Regions from separate parts of the Danio rerio genome. Here region 1 is linked to region 2. Evidence: chromatin contacts called from public Hi-C data. All regions are on one chromosome and are shown on one strand. Each heading gives the region's core, a stretch centred on a gene start, on an enhancer-like site or on the middle of the called end of the contact. The rest is flanking DNA. Distances are from core to core; before and after follow the strand shown.

Region 1 (6,849 bases), core at 2,266-4,765, 38 kb after region 2:
AGTGATGCTACAAATCACATTCTCTAGTTCCTTGCCAACTATAATTCAGACTAAGATATTGCAAATTTTGTGATGCGACTATTGCAGACACATACATTGTGATATCAATGCTGAAATTATATATTGTACAACACTACTAGCGCGTAAGTGTATTATTTGGTGTGATATTGAATGTACTTCAAAACCTTTTTAGTTACATTTTAGCTAACTGTATCAGAATTATATTAAAATAAAATAAAATGTCAAAATCTCTTAAACTTGTGTTTACCAGACGATTAGCAAAATACCCATTCAAAAACATTAACTTCGGGGAAAAAGGAACCGAAAGTGTAAATTCACAGCAGCACCTCTATATTTATTTAATTTGTGCTAATGCTAACTAGGCAGACTCTATCCTGAATTTGAAGTATATTTTGTCGAATCCCCATTACATTGCATCTTTCTGGTCACCACCTCTAACGCCTATATCATCACATTCTTCATACATCCTTCCACATTTGCACATTTGAGTCTATATCGGTCTCGTCTTTCCAGTGTCTTTCAATCTGTCTGCACTCATTTGTTCTCTCAATCCTTTCCGCTCTCTCTCTCTCTCTGTTGACAGTAATGATGAGCTATGTTCAGTCAGGCTGGAGATGAGAGACACATCAATCTGTCTCTTCTGACACACTTTACATTTGATTTGTTTTCACTGGGCCAGAGTTCCACACTAAAGCTTCGAAAGGAAAGTGAGAGAGCGGTATCATTCAAAAGGTATCAGAGACTCATATAGATGCTAAGCTTTAACGCACCAGAAACTTTATGTTCCCACAGTCACCTAAAAAGAGCAGCAGACCTTTATGTTACCTTTTGAGATTCATTTTGAAGAACACATGGAGTTCAGAGGCATAATTTTCTCCTCTCTTATTTCAGAACCATGTGTTTGTGCTGGTGTTGTTGTACTGCAGCTGTTGGTGTGTGTGAAAGTGTGTGTTTGTGTGGCCGCAGGCGGTGTGTTCTGCAGTAATGGGAACGGTGTTTGAGGCTGAAACTGTATTAACAGGATAATTGAGTTGCTCAATCAGGCGAAGCTGAATTCTGTAAAGATTTGTAGAGTTGGGCTGAATAAACCACCTCAGCCTTTCTCTTGTACCCACTTTCTGCTTTCCTTTCCTTACTTTATTACACTCCACCTATTCTCTGCCACACAAACATTTGATGCAATTTGAGTAAAGGGTTCCACACAAATGTAGTGGTTTCATGCTAAAATAATAAAGTTTACTCCAGTACAATGTAGAATTTACACCACCCCCAAGCCTAATCCTCACATAAACCTGTTGACATCTGTATATTTCAAACTACTGGACTCAAAAGAAGTTTCAAACTCAATTTCTAAAGTCTTTCTAATCACAAACTCGAATTTTAAGTTAATCTTACATAAGAATATATATATATATATATATATATATATATATATATATATATATATATATATATATATATATATATATATATATAAAAGAATATATATATATATATAAAAGAATATATATATATATATATAAAAGAATATATATATATATATATATATATATATATATATATATATATATATATATATATATATATATATATATATATATATATATATATATAAAAGAATATATATATATAACCCAGTGGTTGAGATCGTTCATACAATTTACCCACATTTTGGTTAAAGCACCAAGAATTGGGAATGATTGGAAACAATTCTCCAAGTATCAATCCAACTGAGCATTTGGTTGATGTCTACAACCAACAACTTTGACTCTCAGCCGTTTTATCTTGAAAGTTGTTAAGGGATCTGCTGCTAATGTGGTGCCAGATTTCACAGGGCAACTTTAGGTATAATGCAGATTCCAAGGCTTTTTCGGCAGCGGATGGAGGACCAACAATTTATTAGACAGGTGAACAGTGTTTTTGCTCACTAGTGTGGTGTTCCATTTATAGCAATCTTAGAAGCCGATCAAACCGAATGAGCTTTTCCATTCTAAAAAGGTGAGGTGTACCACACTGCCTTTTTTGTTGTTTTGTTGTTGCAGTTCGCCTTCTAAGTCAATAGCCAGCGACTGAATCAGCTGGGTATTGTGCACGAGTGTGGCTGTTGATATTGGTATAATTTTAGTATTTAATAAGATTGTGAAATTCAAGATTTAAATTATATTTAATTTGTTTATTGCCATCTGCACAGTAAGGAAACAATTTTCTCTGTACAATGACGTTCTTTGCCACCACAGTGAAGTCATACACATATACACAGAAGTATATATAATGTATATATATAAACGTAAACAATGTACAAATCTTAACATTTGTGAGTTATACAGCAGCACAGGAAAACTCAAAACAGCGACCACTAGTCTCTCTTCCATCTCTAAAACTCTCTGCAGTCTACTTGACAACACAAACACTGTTGTCACCTTAACGGAAATCCCGCCTCTGCCTTCATTTGATTGGTAAATGAAAAGACGCAATTGGTGTTACACGCTTCTTCCGCTCAGAGTTTACTTTTTTTTTTAATTCTAAAAAGTAACCTCTCAACGCAAAAAGCGCGTTCGGTGTGATCAGCCCCTTATAAGTAATATATCGAATATCAAGATTTTCAAAAGACTTTGTGTTTTTGACGTTCACTCCAGCAACAAGTAAACCCTTATAGATAATCCAAAGCATTTTCAGTTTAAAACTCCTGATGTTCATAGACCTCAAAGTGGTGTTAAAAGCCCAAAGCATATTCAACATGATCTCACAGCAATTCATAACTTTTTGGTTTAGTTGCAAATTCGTATGAATTCATACAATCTCATTTCTACAATTTATTACAATTTCCTAATGCCGCAATGACGGTTGGGTTTAGGGGTGGTGTTGGGTGCCACGCCTCCTTTTTAAAATCGTATAATTTCGCAGAACTAAACTCATGCAACTTCAAACGAAATAGCCACTAAACTGACAAAACACGATATAGTTATGTTTCCTTGTGAGATCAGGCTGGCAGTTCACTTTGAGCATTACATTTTTTGCAGTAATAAGTTTATCCAAGTTTAAGTTTTTGATTGGTACACCCCCAGAAGCAAACTTCAGAATACAATCAAAGCATTGGAGGGAGCTCAGAAAGAGTCTTGTTTTGATATATTTTTATAGTATAATTTATATAGTATTTTGTTTTACTCCAAAGAAATACTATTTTTAATTAATAGTAGTAAAATTATAAAACGCATTATAATCCCCCATTAATAAAAGGAAGTTTTCATAAGATTTTTTTTGGTAATGAACATCATGTCACAACTGCTGTCAAGCCATCTGAACCCAAATGATTCCACGTTTCCTGTGTGTTGTGAACAGAACAGGCTTCCACTCTCAGAAGAGAGTATGAACGTGGCCTGTGAGACTTTACTGACGGTTGATATAAACTATACCTTCTCTCTCTCTCTCTCTCCAGATGGTAATGTTCTCTTTCTCGTCCCTGTGCAGACTCAGCTCCTGTATGGAAGGAGATTTATGGGGGCCTTTCGTCTCAAAATCACCACTCTGAGTCCCCACACACACCAGGGTGTGTGTGGGTGTGTTTGACAGCATATCTCAGCCTTGCAGCTTGTGTGTGTACATTCTTCCCCACTGTGCATGTAGGCGCGCGCACACACACACACACACACACACACACACACACACACACACACTCCAAAATGCAACCACACAAACACACTGCAAACAAACAGGGGAGTATGGCAAATAAGAGTGTGTGGTTCACAGGCAGGAGGCTTGTGTGTGTGCTCATCTGCAACCTGCTTGCTCTCTCATTTTCAATCTCAGCCCAATTAATTTAGCAGAATTAATCTCTCGCTGTGCACAGCCGTTCCTACAGCACGCGCACACACACACACACACACACACACACACACATACACACACACACACACACACACACACACCTCCCTGCGACACAAGGCACAGTCAAACATGAAATAGTGTCTCGTGCCACCATCCATCTGGCATCTTAACACACACACACATGCCCACACCCTGGTGACATTTGCAGATTGGGAGTGTGTGAGAGATGGGGGAATGATTTCCTCTCCTAATGAAGAACTTGCTGTGTTCTTGCAGGCGGAAAGCAAAGGGCGGAGGAGATGAGGACGTTTTTCAGACGCTCATTTCAATGCACTTGATCGCAAATATACTCGCAAAATGGCCTTGGATGGATACTATTCAATGATTTTGAGCAAAAGTCTGTGTGCTGATCGGTTTATGCAACAGATTACTGGTGTCAAAGGTCAGGGTCAAAGGTCAGTAAAATTACAAGCCTAATTCATAAACAACAATAGTGGTCATACTACAGAACTAATTGTATACACTGCTGATCAACAATTGGTCTCAGAAAATCGTCACTACCAGCGTCAGTCCAAGACACCAAACCCACTTTATTGAAATAGCCAGCAGCAGCCACTGCTCAATAACACTATTACAACAGTAGCATCCATTATTTTGGTGGTGTGGGTTAGATGGTATTGAATTTAAGATGACACTACGGCTGTTGAGGCAGCACAACTAGAGATAATTTAACTCCTTTCTTTCATACGGGAGACTGAAAAAAAAACATAAGATACACAAATGCAAATAAATAATCAAATTAATAAAAAACTCCATGACCCATTTTAGTATTCCTTTATTTATTTATATCTTTTAAATTCAAGCTTCTGCTTTAAATGTTCCAAAAAAAATGCTGAGAGCAGGGCTCGAAATAGCAATTGTTTTGGCCGCATATGCGCCCGAAATTTTATCTATGCGACCTCAAAATATATTTGGGAGCATTTGTGCGAGTGCATAAAATTGTTATTTTCACAGCAAAGTGTTCACCACATGCATGGAATTAGGAGACATTCCCGCATTAAGCATCTTTGCACCTAGAACACCAGACGCAGTGCTCAGGAATGGTTTAAAACAGTTGACATGTCAACTTGCTGCAGTAAACAAAGCTCGCAATGGTTGCCCCGCCTTTAAACTCTTCTTATTGGCACACTGAATGGATTGGTTAATATCAGCCGTCAATCACTCAGTTCTGATGAAAGGGCGCTACAGCAGCGAAAACGTAAAGAGCTTTAAGAGAGAAAGAAAACAACACTGACAGATAAAGTTTTAGAGACCACCTAAAGTTACAAATAATGACACATCTGATTAGTGATCATGTAATGAATGTCAGCCTAGTATTTACACTTTTCGAAGAGTGGATAAAAGACTGTGTGTTTAAAGTTCGCAATGAAAATGACTAATGCATTCACTGTAAAGCCGGTGGGACGGAGTTTTCTGGTAACAATGTTTGCCACTGAATCTACACATTAAGCACGAGATGTCCTAATGTCATTTAATCCTTTATTTAATCATTACGATGCTGTCAATCGTGCGACGTTACGGAGATTAAACTAATATTGCAGCTCATGAAAAGATCGTTATTGCTATTAAGATGACGCATGCAAATAATAAGTTATATGTCAATATCATCTGTGCAATATCAGACACTACCTGTGAGAACAGCAGTTATTATTTTTAATTCAGTTCATCTCATTCACGTCAAGCAGTGCGTGCAGGGCCGGTGAGCGCATGCAGATTTTTGTTAATTTATTAGTTAGTTGTGATTAGTGTTAATATATAAATAGAATCTGTTAATATAAAATGTGTAATAACGGTGCTCATCATTTTTGGTGGGTGTGACAAAATTTTGGAAGTTAGGAGCACCAGTGCTACCAAAAAAAAAAGGTTAATTTCAAGGCCTTTGAAAGTAATAAATCAAATATAGATGACATTGTTAATCAGTGTTTTTGTCAAGACCAAACATTGATTCTGGCCCACACACACACACACACACAGAGAGACACACAGACACACACACAGACATATATAGAGATTAGGGCTGCAAAATATTGGAAAAATCTAACATTGCGATTTTTTTTTTATTTTGCGATATATATTGTGATTAGTTCAGCAGATGGCTTAACATTCTTGGAAAAAATTAATAATGTAACAATATATTAACAATATATTGTTTCAGCATCGATATCAGGTACACATCCATAGTAATATCGCAGGGTATGCAATATTACACTATTTATCACACTTTTATCTTTGCTCTTTTGTATATCTATGCTTGTAATTTGTTTATTACAATTTAACCATAATTAACTTCCCTACAGTATTACCCCAATCAATTTTAATAGATTATTTCCAAATAGTTGTTTTCATGTTTTGTAGCAAATATATTGCAACATTTATCGCAGAAAAACTAAATAATGACATTTTTCCAATACCGAGAAGCCCTATGCCTAACAAGATGTTTTGTGAATTAACTATTGTTCAGTCGAAGACAATTTAGTAGGCGTCCTCTGTAAATGACAGCAAACACCTATGATATTATGACTTTATTTAGGTTAAAGTAATCAGGACTTGTTGTAATGTTAGAAAAACTATTAAGGCTGTTTGTGTTCATTTATTGTTTTGATGTTTGAAAACCAAACCAGTTTTATACATTTGTAGAATATCAAATCATATTAAACCTACGGAAAATTAATTATTAAAAATAAATAAACAGATAAAAAAAAAACACACAAGAACAAGTGATGAACTTATCCATTTATGTTGAAATCAGACTAATGTCCCGTCTCATGGAACACATGCTTCTGGCTGAATGCTGCATTCTGCTGTTATGATCCCTCCGCCAAATTAAATGCACATCTGAGGGGGTCTGTATGGCACCCAGCTGTCCTGCCCAATCTAGTCACTGTATGCAAGCCACAATCTTACCCGCTCACTATGCCAGCAGTTGCCCTGGTAACCCAAACC
Region 2 (7,767 bases), core at 1,071-3,570:
ATATTGAAATAAATCATTTATTTTAATACAATTGACAATTATTTACATATAACATCCTAATGCTGTTGAATTGACATTTTTTATTTATAAAATAAAATATTTTATTTAGATTTAAGTGTCATATTTAAAACTAATATTAAAATATAAATGTTGTAATGGTTGTAAAACTAAAATTGCTAAATATTATTGTTTATATATAATGTATATTTTGTGTGTGTAAATATTTTTGTTAGTCATAGTATGTCATAATTTTTTATGCATCATACTTAAAATATAAACAACAGTATTAATTTAACAGAACATTTTTAAATGTATAATTTTTTTCATTATTTCAGAATCAAGCTTAACTAACTTATTAAAACTGAATCACCACTAGGGGGCTAACTGTTGTACAGTTTATAGAAATCAAGTCACAGACCCGTAAGAGGCTCTGACACAGCAACCTACACAGCGCTTATTTGTTTTAGGGTGTTTATATATTGTCACTGGTTAGCTTGAGGACCTCGTTGTTCACCATCACACTGCTTTCTGACATCGACACAGGTCTCAGTTTCAGTGTTTGAAATCAGTGATTCATCTTACAGTAACACACACAGACAGATCACCAAAAAGTGTATAAGCATTAGACACAAAACTATGGTGAAGAGTGTGGACATGGTCTGATATTTTCATCAAAACAGTCAGAGAAACAATATGGGATAAAGAAATGATGAACACACATTTTCTACTTTTTTAAAAAACACTGAGGCTGATAAATTTCAAGATTGTAGCTAAAAAGATTGCTACAAAACTGTTCCTGAATATCAATCAAGAGTGTATACAGCAAATAAAAGGCCATGCATCGTTTTACTTTCTACCTGTGTGTTGAGGTATTAAATAGGCTGCTTAATGTATCAAAAAAATCTCTTTATTACAATAATAGTATATGAAATAATATGCATCAAGATTTATTTTATGAGCCAAAAATGTATGCATTGCATGTATGGGTTGTTTATCCAAATTTGACCCATCACACGAGGACTTATACTATCTTTATACCTGCCTGCCTTACGCTATTGGCTGGACCTCAGTCAGAGCTGAAAGCTAAAAATTAATATTAACGGTGAAAATACAGACAAGCGCAAATAAAAATTAGAATATCCACCAAGGTTTTCAGTGTTTTAAAGTCTAAATGTTGGCACTTTGCACAATGTTTTTTTTACTTGAATTAGATCAGAAATGTAACTATCATCTTTTTGTTAGTGTGTTTATTACATTATACATGAATATAGGCTAAATTGTCCGCAGTGTCTGTGTGTGAATGAGTGTGTATGGGTGTTTCTCAGTGTTGGGTTGCAGCTGGAAGGGCATCCGCTGCGTAAAACATATGCTGGATAAGTTGGCGGTTCATTCCGCTGTGGCGACCTCTTATTAATAAAGGGATTAATCCAAAAAGAAAATGAATGAATGAATTTATTACAATCAATACAAGAGTATTTCCCATATCCGGCAGCCCTGGTATTTGACATTAACAAATGTTGGGTGTATTAAATTATTTTAATTTCAATTAACCAGCTGCTAATCAATAAAATATTAGATATTTCCTTGTTTTAAAGTGTTTAAAGAACAATTGTTTTAGGGTTTGTTTATTTTTACGATTTATTTTATACTATTTTATATTTAAGTTGTGCTGTTTTCACTATTCGTCAGTACTGAGTGTTCTAAAAAAAATGTTAGTAACCAAAATGTTTATGATCCCAACTGATTTCCATAATATAGAAAAGATACTTTAAGTGGTGGACCACTATGGGGATCAACAATGGTGTGTGACAAATGTTCTTCAAAATATCTTATTTTGTTTTCCAAAGAAAGGAACTCATACAGTTCACATTTCAACTGAAAGAAAAGAAAAGTTAGTAAAAAGTGAACATTTTATTTCTTTACCTTTAAGAGTACATATGTTGTTTCTTATATTATAATAATATTACTGAATATACCCATACCTTAAAATATATACCTCAACATATGTTAACAGCATGTAATATGAACATCACTTTATCACCCAAAATACCTCATGCGGCAGTAAAATGGTACATTGGATTAAAGAGTAAAACCTTTTCCCACTCCCATAGTTGAATCCTTTGCTTCTGTATTATCACTTCCCACTAAAACAGCCAGCACTTTGTAGAGGGTGTATAAGAGAGTTAAACCTAGTCTCCGTCTCAGATTTCTCTCTTTTCCTTTCCATCTATTCTACACACTTTCCGTCAGGCCTCTCTCTCTCTTTCTGCTGTGTTTGTTCAGTGGTCCCTCTGTACCTCTCTGCCTTTGTCAGGGCTAATGTTCTCAAATGGAGGGAAATTAAAGCAGGGAAGCCATGCGTGTCGCACACTAACTCTTCCCCCTGCGGGCCTATTGGTTCGCAGCATGAATACTGATGAAGGCACATGGTTCCTCAACATCTCCTTCACACCTCCATCTACACAGTCACACGCATGAAATATACATGCAGAACGGAGAGGGAGAGACAAGCTGAATTTATTGAGGTACTGGCACATACACACACACGTACACACATACACACACACACACACACACACACACACACACACACACGTACAAACACACACACACACACGTACACACACACGTACACACACTTCTGTAACTCATAAAAGGCCACCTAAAACTTTGAAATACACTGCAGTTCAAAATGTGGAGTCTGCTCTCAATAACGGAGACTTAAGTCTTAAAACAATATTAGATTTTATTGGGTTATAGACTTCAATACACTTCTTTTCAGATTATGCCTCATGACTAGGGTTGGTTAGTGCTTGTTTTTTATGATACAGGGGCTAAATTTACATTTTAAAATCTGTATGGTGCTTAAATAGTGTCAAACATTAAAAAAAGACCTATGAAAATGTTGAATGACATTAAAGTTAAAGAGGTGAATGTGAATAAATAAATAAATATCCATACAGTCACAAAATGTAAGCCATTTAATCCAACGATGTGTGACAGTAAATAACAGTTAAAGTGCTTTTAACAGCAAAATAATCTTAGTCTGCTATGAACTAGGGTTGACCAATATTTGAAAAAACTGAAATTGCAATCTATTTTTTCTGCAATATATATTGCGATATAAACACAATGTCACCAGATGACTTTAATAGCTTGGTTTGGTAAGAGTTCATTATTTTTGATTGATTGGGATGATTTTGTTTGGAAGGGTACATGTCTGCATAAAATATAATAAATTACAAACACAGATCAATATAAAAGAGCAAAGATGAACATAAAAAAACTGTGCTTTAAAGTTTTTTTTTTGGCAAATATGGAATAATTTCACATTTTACAGCATATAGGCTTCATTATATAAATAATTATATGCAATTAATCTTTAAGCTACAAGCATTATAATTTACTGCGCTTAAATGAACTTGAAATGCTTACACGTTGACATTGCAGATCCTGCAATACAACTATTGCGGATTTTCGCATCACAATATTGACACTAAAACAAATCATGTAGCCCTACTCTGAATTAGCTTTAAACTGTAAAAATTCTTTTTCAGAAATATTACCATATTTGCCTTATATATTTACCATATTTGCCTTCAATAACAAAATATGACATCACTCCAGATGTACTGCATCATGCCTTATCATGAGATCAATATATATATAATAATTTAAGTCAGACGTAGTTTCTAAGTTACACAGTATATCAAACAACATCCTGCTGTGTCTGTGCTTTCACAAATGTTGTGATTTATAATGTCTTTCAAAGCTTATGCGTGGGCTGCTTACACTGTACATCATATAGTGCATCCGGAAAATATTCATCGCTTCACTTTATCCATTTGTTTATGTTACAGCTTTATTCCGAAATGGATTAAATTAATTTATTTTCTCAATTCCACACATAATAACCCATAATAGGAATGTGAAAAAAAGATTTTTTGAAATGGTTTTTAAATTAATTAAAAAAAATAAATAAATAAATAAATCACATGTACATAAGTATTCACAGCCTTTGGTCAATACTTTAATTGCTGCCAAAGGTGCATCAACAGAGCCTCAAGTCTTTTCGAATATGATGCCACAAGCTTGGCACATCTGTCTTTGGGAATTTTTGCCCATTACTCATTGCAGTACCTCTCAAGCTCTATCAGGTTGGATGGGAAGCAAGGGTGAAGAGCCATTTTCAGATCTCTCCAGAGATGTTCAATGGGATTTAGGTCTGGGTTCTGGCTGGGTCACTCAAAGACATTGAGTGTTGTGATCACTCAGCTTAGATGGCCGGCCAGCTCTAGGAAGAGTCCTGGTGGTTCCAAACACCTTCCACTTACAGATGATGGAGGACACTGTGCTCATTGGAACTCTGAGCAGCAAAAATGTTTTGTAACATTCCCCAGCCTTGTGCCTTGAGACAATCCTGTGTCAGAGGTCTACAGACAATTCCTTTGTGTTCATGATTGGTTTGTGCTTTGACATGCACTGTCAACCCTGGGACCTTATATAGACAGGTGTATGCCTTTTCAAATTATGTCCAATCAACTGAATTCAACGCAGGTGAACTCCAATTAAGCTGCTGAAACATCTCAGGAATGATCAGTGGAAACAGAATGTACATGAGCTAATTTTAGAGCTTCACGGCAAAGGCTGTGAATACTTATGCACGTGATTTTTCAGGTTTTTTATTTTCAATAAATTTGCACAACTTCAAAAAATCTTTTTTACATTGTCATTATTGGGTATTTTAAGTATTTTTTAGGAAATAAATGAATTGAATCCATTTTGGGATAAGGCTGTAACATTAAAAGAGTGAAAAAAGTTAAGCTTAAATACTGAGAAAAATTACCTTTATAGTTGTCCATGTGAAGTTGTTAGCAATTCATATTAATCCAATACTAGGCTTAGGAATTTACAAAAGAAACATGATCTTAAATGATTTTTGTCATTAAAAAAGTTTGATAAATATGTGTGTGCATATTTCATAGTCCAGGGTGACGTATTTAGGCTACGATCAATGACTCAAGCCTCAATTACTAGCTCTAAAATTATGTTTAATAAAAAAAAATGAGTCTTGTGAGAAAGACGCATAGGAAATTAGCTAACACACAAGAGCATTTTATGGTAAAAAAAAAAAACGAAAGAAGCTTACTTAACTAAAACAATAAACGATGTGCTTTGCATGTGGTTACACCAGCATAAGGGAATACACCCAAGGTGTAATAGCCACTTGTCAATTATGCATTTTACATATTTTATATACACAACATATGCTTTCTCTTTCTTCACATTCTCACCTACTCGCATGCAAACACGAAAAGCATACAGTGAATATGGGGCTTCAGCGAGAGCCATGACAGTGTTGATTTGTGAGGTTTCCTGCTGTAGTGCTCTGAAGTTTGGGGACAAATCAATCTGATCCCTGCACAGACCTGTCTGCCTTCTCCTACTGAAAAACGACCTTTCTAAACTGATCGACTGATTCTGCGTGTGTATGTGCCCATAATCGAAATTATCAAAAAATTGGCCAGCCCTATGTATATATATATATATATATATATATATATATATATATATATATATATATATATATATATATATATATATATATATATATATATATATACATACATATATATATATACATACATACATACATACATATATATATATATATATATATATATATATATATATATATATATATATATATATATATATATATATATATATATATATACATATATATACATATATATATATATATATATATATATATATATATATATATATATATATATATATATATATATATATATATATATATATATATATATTTATTTATTTATTTATTTATTTATTTATTTATAGGGCTGACCAATTTTTTTGATAATTTCGATTCATTCGAATTTACGTTTTAATACAATTTTTTTTCAAACTAAATTAAGATATTGCAATTTTTTTATAAAAATATTAAATACATTATAATTGCACTTTACGCTTTGGTTCACTCTTTGTATGAAGCAGGTCGCACACCAGAATCGCTGCTTGGTGACGTGCTGCGCAGTACATATTTCGGCAGCGCAACAGAGCGCCATCTGATTAGTTTAATGTTAAAGATCATGCGAATGTGCGTGTCTGGTGTGTGATACTTTAAACTGTCATGTGCGCGCCGTGTCGCGGCGCTTCTGGTGTGCAACCTGCTTGATTGCCTGTCTGGGTTTCAATCATGGTAGTGACTGACTGAACACAGAGACTGGACAGCCTAATTTAACCCAAATACAAATACAACAAATACAAGCATACTTGTTATACCCTTGCATCAAACGCGCTGTGGTCCACTCTCTCACGCTACTCCAGCACAGCCTGACGAGGGGATTTACATTCAGACTAATGCAGCAAATAAAATCCTACATGACTTTACGCTTTACTAAGTCACGTTTGTGTGGACTGTCAAGACATATTCCCTTATCAAGTCGATAAACTCGATCTCTCAACATGTATGAAGGATGTAAAAACCTGCTATGTGAAAAAAAACGTGCTGATCTTAGCTTGGTTTGAACATGAGCAGAGGTGAGCAGCTGTAGCAGTAAAAAATGAAAGTACCCACCCCCATGACGTAATTTAGTGGACCTACTGTAGTCGAAACCCAGACATGCAGTCAGGCAGCATAATACAGAGAGTGGTGCAAAGCGCATCAAATGATCGGTATTTAAAAGGGGGAAAAAAGAAAAATGGAATAAATATATTATTTTATATTAGACACACATATTAATACTAATATTAATGTAGTAATAATACTAAATGAATTTAGTAACATAATTCTTTAAAAAAAGACAAAGTTACCAGAACAAAAACACAGTTAGCACAACCTTGACCTCTAAATATTGTATGCCTTACTGAACCTTAAAATATTGCCTTGATATTTGTTTTCATCAGGTTTGTAGTCAGCAGAGCCCCAGCTGCTACTAGAGACAGCAGCATGCCTCACTAAACCTCATTTACTGATAGCGGACAGTGTGGAATGAGCCGTTTACACACACTACAAGACACAGAGCAAAGAAAGTGAATGCAACATTTAACCTGACACATCACACACTGAAAACACGGCACTCAGACTAAGAATGTGTTTGACTGCTAAATAACATTTTTCAAAAGTTCCAAAGAATTTCTTTTCACATTCTTCATTTATTTTCCTTCAGCTTAGTTCCTTATTTATTAGGGTTGCCACAGCGAAATGAACCGCCAACTATTCCAGCATATGTTTTTCAGCAGCGGACGCACTTCCAGTCGCAACCCAGTACTGGGTAACACCCATACACCCATTACGGCCAATTTAGTCCATCCAATTCACTTATACCACATCTTTGAACAGTGAGGGAAACTGGAGCACCCGGAGAAAACCAAAGGGCAAACATGTAAACGCCTCACAGAAATGCTAACTGACCCAGCTGGGACTCAAACCAGTGACCTTTTTGCTGTGAGGTGACAGTGCTAACTACTAAGCCACTCTGCTGCCATGTTCCTTATTGTTTAAAGTTTTTTTTACTGTATAATTTTCATTCTTAAAAAGATGGTAATCACAATACAACTCCATGTCCTAATCATTGCATTTAACCGATTTTTAATGGCTGAAAATGAAGTGACCCACATTTTGCATACCTCTGACAGTTATTGCCTTAAAAAAAACACTAAAACTAACACACAATCATAGATAATAAGAACAACACAATTCAATTACAACTGTCAGACGATAAAATCTATAAACAT

What was found. Hi-C and Micro-C count contacts between places; a contact is called where the count stands out from the background.
Region 1: a Hi-C map of embryo shows a contact between it and region 2, with 1.6 times the contacts expected there. The contact joins two enhancer-like sites. A contact is called at or near these places in 5 of 18 Hi-C or Micro-C datasets (caudal fin, embryo and hematopoietic stem cells).

The regions. Positions count from the first base shown.
Region 1 is chr3:22,770,411-22,777,259 of GRCz12tu, forward strand. No RefSeq gene overlaps it. Among named protein-coding and RNA genes, the nearest start is that of cbx1a, 28 kb to the right of the region's middle. Within about 2 kb of position 3,516, at least 11 of the 62 cell types and tissues checked have an H3K27ac peak or open chromatin away from gene starts, as enhancers often do.
Region 2 is chr3:22,733,576-22,741,342 of GRCz12tu, forward strand. No RefSeq gene overlaps it. Among named protein-coding and RNA genes, the nearest start is that of cbx1a, 64 kb to the right of the region's middle. Within about 2 kb of position 2,321, at least 3 of the 62 cell types and tissues checked have an H3K27ac peak or open chromatin away from gene starts, as enhancers often do.